Linked DNA regions of Hordeum vulgare: region 1 is linked to region 2. Evidence: chromatin contacts called from public Hi-C data. All regions are on one chromosome and are shown on one strand. The core of a region is the stretch at or near the end of the contact, and the rest is flanking DNA. Distances in the headings are between cores, read along the strand shown.

The links. Hi-C and Micro-C count contacts between places; a contact is called where the count stands out from the background.
Region 1: a Hi-C map of seedling shows a contact between it and region 2, with 7 times the contacts expected there. The contact joins the promoter of LOC123451167 here to the promoter of LOC123451164 in region 2. A contact is called at or near these places in 2 of 6 Hi-C or Micro-C datasets (leaf and seedling).

The regions. Positions count from the first base shown.
Region 1 is chr4H:49,400,458-49,403,929 of MorexV3_pseudomolecules_assembly, forward strand. LOC123451167 (protein AUXIN-REGULATED GENE INVOLVED IN ORGAN SIZE-like) reads left to right here and starts at 2,073. Exons shown (of 2, transcript XM_045128179.1): 1 at 2,073-2,485; 2 at 2,726-3,353. The coding sequence starts at 2,884. The coding sequence ends at 3,216.
Region 2 is chr4H:48,415,176-48,418,577 of MorexV3_pseudomolecules_assembly, forward strand. It overlaps LOC123451164 (polygalacturonase-like), which reads left to right and starts at 1,787. Exons shown (of 4, transcript XM_045128175.1): 1 at 1,787-2,227; 2 at 2,316-2,605; 3 at 2,707-2,935; 4 at 3,047-3,402. The coding sequence starts at 1,787. The coding sequence ends at 3,268.

The DNA of each region.
Region 1 (3,472 bases), core at 823-3,322, 990 kb after region 2:
TGCTCGTCCATCCTTATTTCTCAACTTCAAAGGCTACCTTTAGGATTAAAATAATGATTATTAATCCTCTTCCACTATCATTTGTCTTAACAAGAAAAATATCGCGTCAACATAGGGTTCCTAGCGCTTCACCGCTAATATTTACACCACTGACTGGGTTAGTAGAAATACATATGATACACTCTACTAATCACCATAACAAAGTAAAAAAAATAAAAAAGTAAAGCTTGTCTTGTAAAGTTCCCTAGATTCACACTAAGAGTAAAAGGTATCATGCTCTAGTATTAACAAAGCATATGCTAAATGCAATTAGGAGAAGTAGTAAATCCAACTAAGGCACCAAGCCTATGTTAACTACGAAGGCGTCTGTGATGAATTTAACAATTTTAAGATGACGTGTCGGCTCGGTCTTTCGAAGGTGCTCATAGAAGTAAAGTGTGTGTGCGTGCCTTTATAGAGGTAAATATACGCTCGTGTATGTAAACAACTTTAATTATACTATGTTTAAAAAGAAAATAATAATGTTGATCTGCGTCACATAGCTTGTCTTGTAAAGATCAAAGATGGTGTCTAAAAAAAGGTGCTTGATTATTTCTATATGTCAAGTTTCCCCATCATAATTGTCAAACACACCTTTGCCATGAGAGGAAAAAGATTGTATTATAAATCCTTCTAGAACATAATGGTAGTCCAAATGTGATTGTTGTTAGTAACAAATTACACAATGTCAAACTTTTTTGGAGGGATACACAATATCAGTCCTAACACACCAAATATAATATAATTTACCCATGCCTTCTTTATTCGCAACTACATTTGGAGGCTAGCATCAGGATTTGATTCTTGATACTCTTCACCATTTATTTATTTTATCTCGACAAGACTCATTGTAGCATAGCGAAAACATTCAATCTACATAGTGTTCCTTGCGCTTCAGCGCTAACCTTTACACCTCTAACTGTCGAGTCAGTACAAATCCATACAAGATACTCTTACTAACCGTCGTAGTAACAAATTAAAGCTTGTCTAGTCAAGAACAAAGACATTTAAGATCTTTATCTCAATATCTTCCATCACAAATGCAATTCTTATTAGGAGCACATTACACAATATCCATCCTAACACTAGAAAATGACATAATTTGCTTGCCCATCCTTATTTCTCAACTTCAAGTGCTACATTTAGTATTAAAATGATGATTCTTAATCCTCTTCCACTATCATTTGTCTCGACAACAAAAATATCATGTTAAGATAGGGTTTATAACGCTTCACCGCTAACCTTTACACCAATGGCTTGGTACAAATACATACAACATACTAGAATATCCCGTGGACATATGGTTTGTGGTGCTTCACCGCTAACGTTCACATCGTTGACTCGGTCAGTACAAATGCATAGAACACACTCCTACTAACCACCATAACAAAGTAAAACGTGTCTAGTAAAGTTCCCCAAAAAACTATGTCAATGTTTTCTACCAAAATCGTCAAAATGCATTCTCTTCATCAAATGCAACTCTTAACAGTAACAAATTAACAATGCCAATCCTAACGCAGTAAATATTACATAATTTATCTGCATATTCTTTATTCCTGAACTAAATTAGAGGCCTAGTTGTAGGATTAATGTAATGGTTCTTGATCATCTTCCGCCATCATATGTCGCGGCGACGAAAATATCGAGTCGACATAAGGTTTGTGACGCTTCACCGCTAACCTGCTAACCTTTACACCGACAGCAAGACCCATGTAGGCGCCACATCAGCAGGCCTACCCCTACAACAACTAATAAGAATCTTCTAGATTCACACTAATAAGAGTAAAAGGTCTCATACTCTAGTACTAACAAAGCATATGCTAAGTGCAATTAGGGGAAGTAGTAAACCCAGCCAAGGCACCAAGACTACAGCAACATCCACTGCCAAAAGGAGAGGAAGGAGGCTTATGGCCCACCCCACCCCCACCCCCACCCCCTGTTCCATCATGCATGCATAGCTTGCCTGCCCCCCTCAAGTTGGTCCTTGATGCAATGTATCCGCCCCCCTTCGCCTCCCCTCCAAGCTCCCCCCTAGATTTCAAACCCCACTCATAAAATTGTCTGCCCCTCTCTCGCTTCCTCCGTCATCATGCTTGGCCTCTCCTCCCCCGTCCCCATCCCCATCTCCATCTCCATCCGGCCACAGCAGCAGCGTCGCCACAGGGGATACACGAGTCACCGCCCCCGCGGACGATATCTGCTTCGCCGTCAGGGGGATCCGCCTTTGCTGGCATCTTCCTTTCTCCTGCGCCACCGTAAACTAATCCCGTTCCGTGCTAGCTGCTGGTGGGCAGAATCCAATCCGAGAGCATCGTGTTCGGAGTGATCTTGGTGTCTTTCTTGGTCGGGGGTGTTGATTTGGAGGAGAGGGGATTCTTAGGGCAGGCCTTCCTTCAGGTGGATGCGTGGTACGGGCATCACCAAAATGCAAGTTTCAGGATCGAAGGTACTGCCTTTTTTCTTATGCTTGATTGTCCACACTCTTGCCATATTTATGTTTTGGTTGGTTCATCGGTTCTTTGGTTCATGTAGCTAGGTTGTTTGTACAATTTTGCGTGGAGAAGTATGGCCTTTTACCTAGTATTTCTTGAAAATTTTGACGGCATAGAAAAACATACCTGAATGTTTGGTTAATAGGTGAGCATGATTTTCTTGTTTTCTAGTAACATTTTTCTTCGCTCCACAGGTATTGCCACTTGCGGTGCAGTTCTTCCACAGCAGATGATCTGCAGTTCAGTCACGGACTCACAAAGACTTCAGATCTGTTAAAAACCTTCAGATTCCACAAGTTCTTATTCATCTCAGTTCCTGGATAGCCGCTGATCTGCACTCACCAAAGAATAGATGGATAGCCAGTTCGGTGCAATGGACAGAGGCGGTAGTAGGCAGAGGAGCAGCCCTGTGTTAGCCAGACCAAATACTGCAAAGAGGCAAATGCAGCAGCAGAGGGCAAATGCTGCTGACAAGAAGGTTGTCATACCGAACTACTTCGGCGTCGAAGCGTTCTTCGTGCTCGCCTGCCTCACCGTTTCATTGCTCATACTGCCATTGGTGCTGCCTCCGTTGCCCCCACCGCCATCGCTACTGCTGCTCTTGCCGGTCTGCTTGCTCATCCTGTTGATGGTGCTGGCCTTCATGCCGACTGATGTGCGGAGCATGGCCACCTCTTACTTGTAAATAGGCTTGCTGCGTGGTTTTTGTTTCTGATTGTGTGTTGGCATAAGATGAGTGCAATATGAAGCATCTTTCTCGGAAGAATATATTTTGAGTGGTGCGTGTAGTAACTTTAAAAGATAAAGATTGGAGTTTGGAAATTTTGGTGCATTGCTTGAACAAGATTGTGCAGATTTTCTGTCATGGAACATCCACCTCAACTTGACCATTTATATTAGTTCTTGATAAGTGACTATTCTCTTCTGTTGACTAGCAAAGT
Region 2 (3,402 bases), core at 537-3,036:
AAAAAGAGGAAAGTATCAGATTTTCTTAAGACAAAAAAAAACTGGGCCGGCCCAGTCGGGCGACCAGGTGTGCGTCCGCTCCGCAGTTCGCCGTGAGAGCTCCTACCTGCCGCTCATTACGGCAGGGAGCCCTGCGCCACACAGGGGGAAGCTGAACAATTTTGAAAAAACCTGAACAAATTTGGAAGCACGAAAATGTTTCTAAAGCCTGAACATTTTTTTAATCTTGAGAACAAAATTTGGAAACAGAGAAGAATTTTGAAAAAAACCCGATTTTTTTTGGAGCGTGAACAGTTGTTTAAAGCACGGACATTTTGTGAATCTTGAGAAAGAAATTTTGTGAAGGAGAACAATTTTGAAAAACCCTGAACAATTGCGAAACTGAGTACAATTTTGAAAACTCCTAGACAAATTTGGAAGTGCGAACAATTTTAGAAGGACATGAACATATTCCTTATTCGTGAACAAACTTTTAAAATTGTGATTGGATTTTTTAAAATGAGAGCATATTTTGAAACACGAACATTTTTTGAAAATTGGAAACAAAAAATTGTATATGGGAACATTTTTGAAAATGTGAATATTTTTCGAATCTGTGAACACATTTTGAGACCGCGAACATTTTTCAAATTGTGTACAAATTTTAAAACATGAACAAATTTGAAATTTTTGAAAAAACTATAAAAGTATGAACATTTTTAAAATTGTGAATTGCTTTTCAAATAACAGGAAGATAATTCTAACTCGTGAATAAAATTTAAAAAATGTGATTGGTTTTGTGAAAATGAGGGAATGTTTTGCAAACACAAACATTTTTGGAAGTTTCAGAAAGACAAATTGAAAACGGGAACAATTTTTATATCTGCGAACCAATTTTGAAAAATCTTGAACATTTATTGAAAGTCTAGAACATTTTTCAAAATCAATAAATTTTCGAATTTGAAAAAGGTTTTTTAAATATACATATTTTTTTTGAAAATACGGTACATTTTTTGAAAATAGAGAACATTTTTAAAGTACAGAACGCTTTTTAAGTAGGAAAAACTTTCTTTGAATTTGAAGAACATTTTTTGAAAATCCCGAGCATTTTTAAAAAGAGCAAAAGTATTTTCCGAATTTGAAGAACAACTTTAAAAAATATAGACATTTTTTGATACTGAGACAAAAAAGAAAAAAAGAAACAGAAAAAAAGTAAGAAAAAAAAAGGGTTCAGGGAACCTTGTAAAAGTTTTCTAAAATAGGAATAACCAGCTGGTAACCTTCAGAAGGTTTTTAAAACAGGAGGTGTTGGAACTACATATGGTCCGGCCCATTCCCGAACGCTCGCTGGGTGCGCGTGTGCAAAGCCCCGACATGGCGACGCAGAGAGCGACGAATAGGCTTTTCCGATCGTCGCAAGGAGTGGTGCATAGGAGGTCCCGCGAGGCTAACACGTACGCAAAAGGCCCATGCACAATACAATTGCCAGGACTCACCTGAGACCAGGCCCGTATACAGCTATGCAGCGTACTCCCGACAGCCCGTCTTTACCACGATTCACCAGGCGTTTTCAATTCCTGCCGCCGTAACGTAATTCAACACCGATGCCCATGGCCTGCACGACACTCCCACCCCTCCTAAACTCAGCACGCAGCAACGTACGTGGGTCAATCTCAAGCAATGCCTATGTATTAATGCCGCGAACGCCATGATCATCACCGTAATTACCCCACTCAATCGAATCATTATCATCGTAAGTTCACCAAGATAGCTTCCAATCACTCACGCGAAACAAAAGGCTCGGAGGATGAGCGGCCATAGACTCACGCTACTGCTGGTCGCGTTGACGGCACTGGTTGGATTGGCGGCAGCGGACGCGGAGTACAACGTGGTGGACTACGGCGCGAGACCCGACGGCGGGGCGGACTCGGCGGCGGCGTTCCAGGCCGCGTGGGGCGCGGCGTGCAACGACACGGGACGCTCCGGCTCCCGGCCGGTGCTGCGCGTGCCGGCGGGTAGGTTCTTGCTCAGCCGGGCCTACTTCAAGGGCCCCTGCCGGAGCGCTGGCGTGGTCGTCGCCATCGACGGCAACGGCACCGTCTTCGCGCCGCCGGTTGTGGACAGCATGGCGTGGATCATGTTCCACCACGCCGACGGCCTGGCGATCCGCGGCGGCACGCTGGACGGGCAGGGGCAGGAGTACTGGGCGTGCAAGAAGGACGGCAGGTGCACCGGACAGGGCCCCAGGGTGAGCGATGGCATGATTTTTTCTTTGCAATGCGATTTGGTTCGGATTCCCTGTGGCGAACGGATGCCATACGTACGTGCGTTTGCAGACGCTGGACATTAGCCAGTCCAAGGGCGTGAGCGTGGAGCAGCTGACGCTGCTCGACAGCAAGAACGTCCACATTGCCATCTTCGACTCCACCGGTGTCACGGTCGAGGGCGTCAGGATCGTCGCGCCGGCCAACAGCCCCAACACCGACGGCATCCATGCCCAGCTCTCCCGCCACGTGCGCATCCTCAACACCACGATCGGTACTGGCGACGACTGCGTCTCCCTGGGGCCCGGCACCTCCGACGTGCTCATCAGAGACATCAAGTGCGGCCCGGGCCACGGCATCAGGTGCCACCTAGTTCATCATCCATTATTGTGTTTGCTTGTGATTTGCGCAACGTTCGATAGACATAATTGGTTTTGCGTTTGCGTTGGATGTATGGTGCCAGCATCGGGAGCCTGGGAGGGCAGGCCGGAGAGGAGGGGGTGAGGAACGTGACCGTGGAGAGGGCGGTGCTGACGGGCACGACCAACGGCTTGCGGATCAAGACATGGGGGATGCCCAACCCCGGCTCCGTCACGGGCGTCTCCTTCTCGCAGGTCACCATGCACCGCGTGGCGAACCCCATCCTCGTCGACCAGGACTACTGCCCCCGCAAGGTCGATTGCCCGGGCAAGGTATGTAAGAGATGCCACCATTCAAGTTGCCTACATGCAATGCAACTACTCGTGAACCATCCAGTGTATGTATCACGAACTACTCCTGTTGTTGTTTGTGCATGCATTCAGAGCTCGGGGGTGCAGATCAGCGACGTTTCTTACGAGGACATCGAGGGCACGTCGACGACGCCCGTGGCGGTGAAGTTCAACTGCAGCGCCACCAACCCCTGTAGCGGGATCAAGCTCAGGAACATCAGGCTGACGTACCGGCAAAAGCGGCCGGCGCAGGCCAAGTGCCGAAACGCCGGCGGGTCCGCGTCCGGAGAGGTCAGACCGGCGAGCTGCTTCTGACGATCGGAGTTTGCCGTCCGTTTGGAGAAATGCGAGCGTCTTCTTGGTTCGTTGGCTCTGTAAATACTTCTCTTACCTTGGCTGGTTCCTGTACTACTAATATACACCTTGGGCGTAGTTTTAGCGGATTTGCT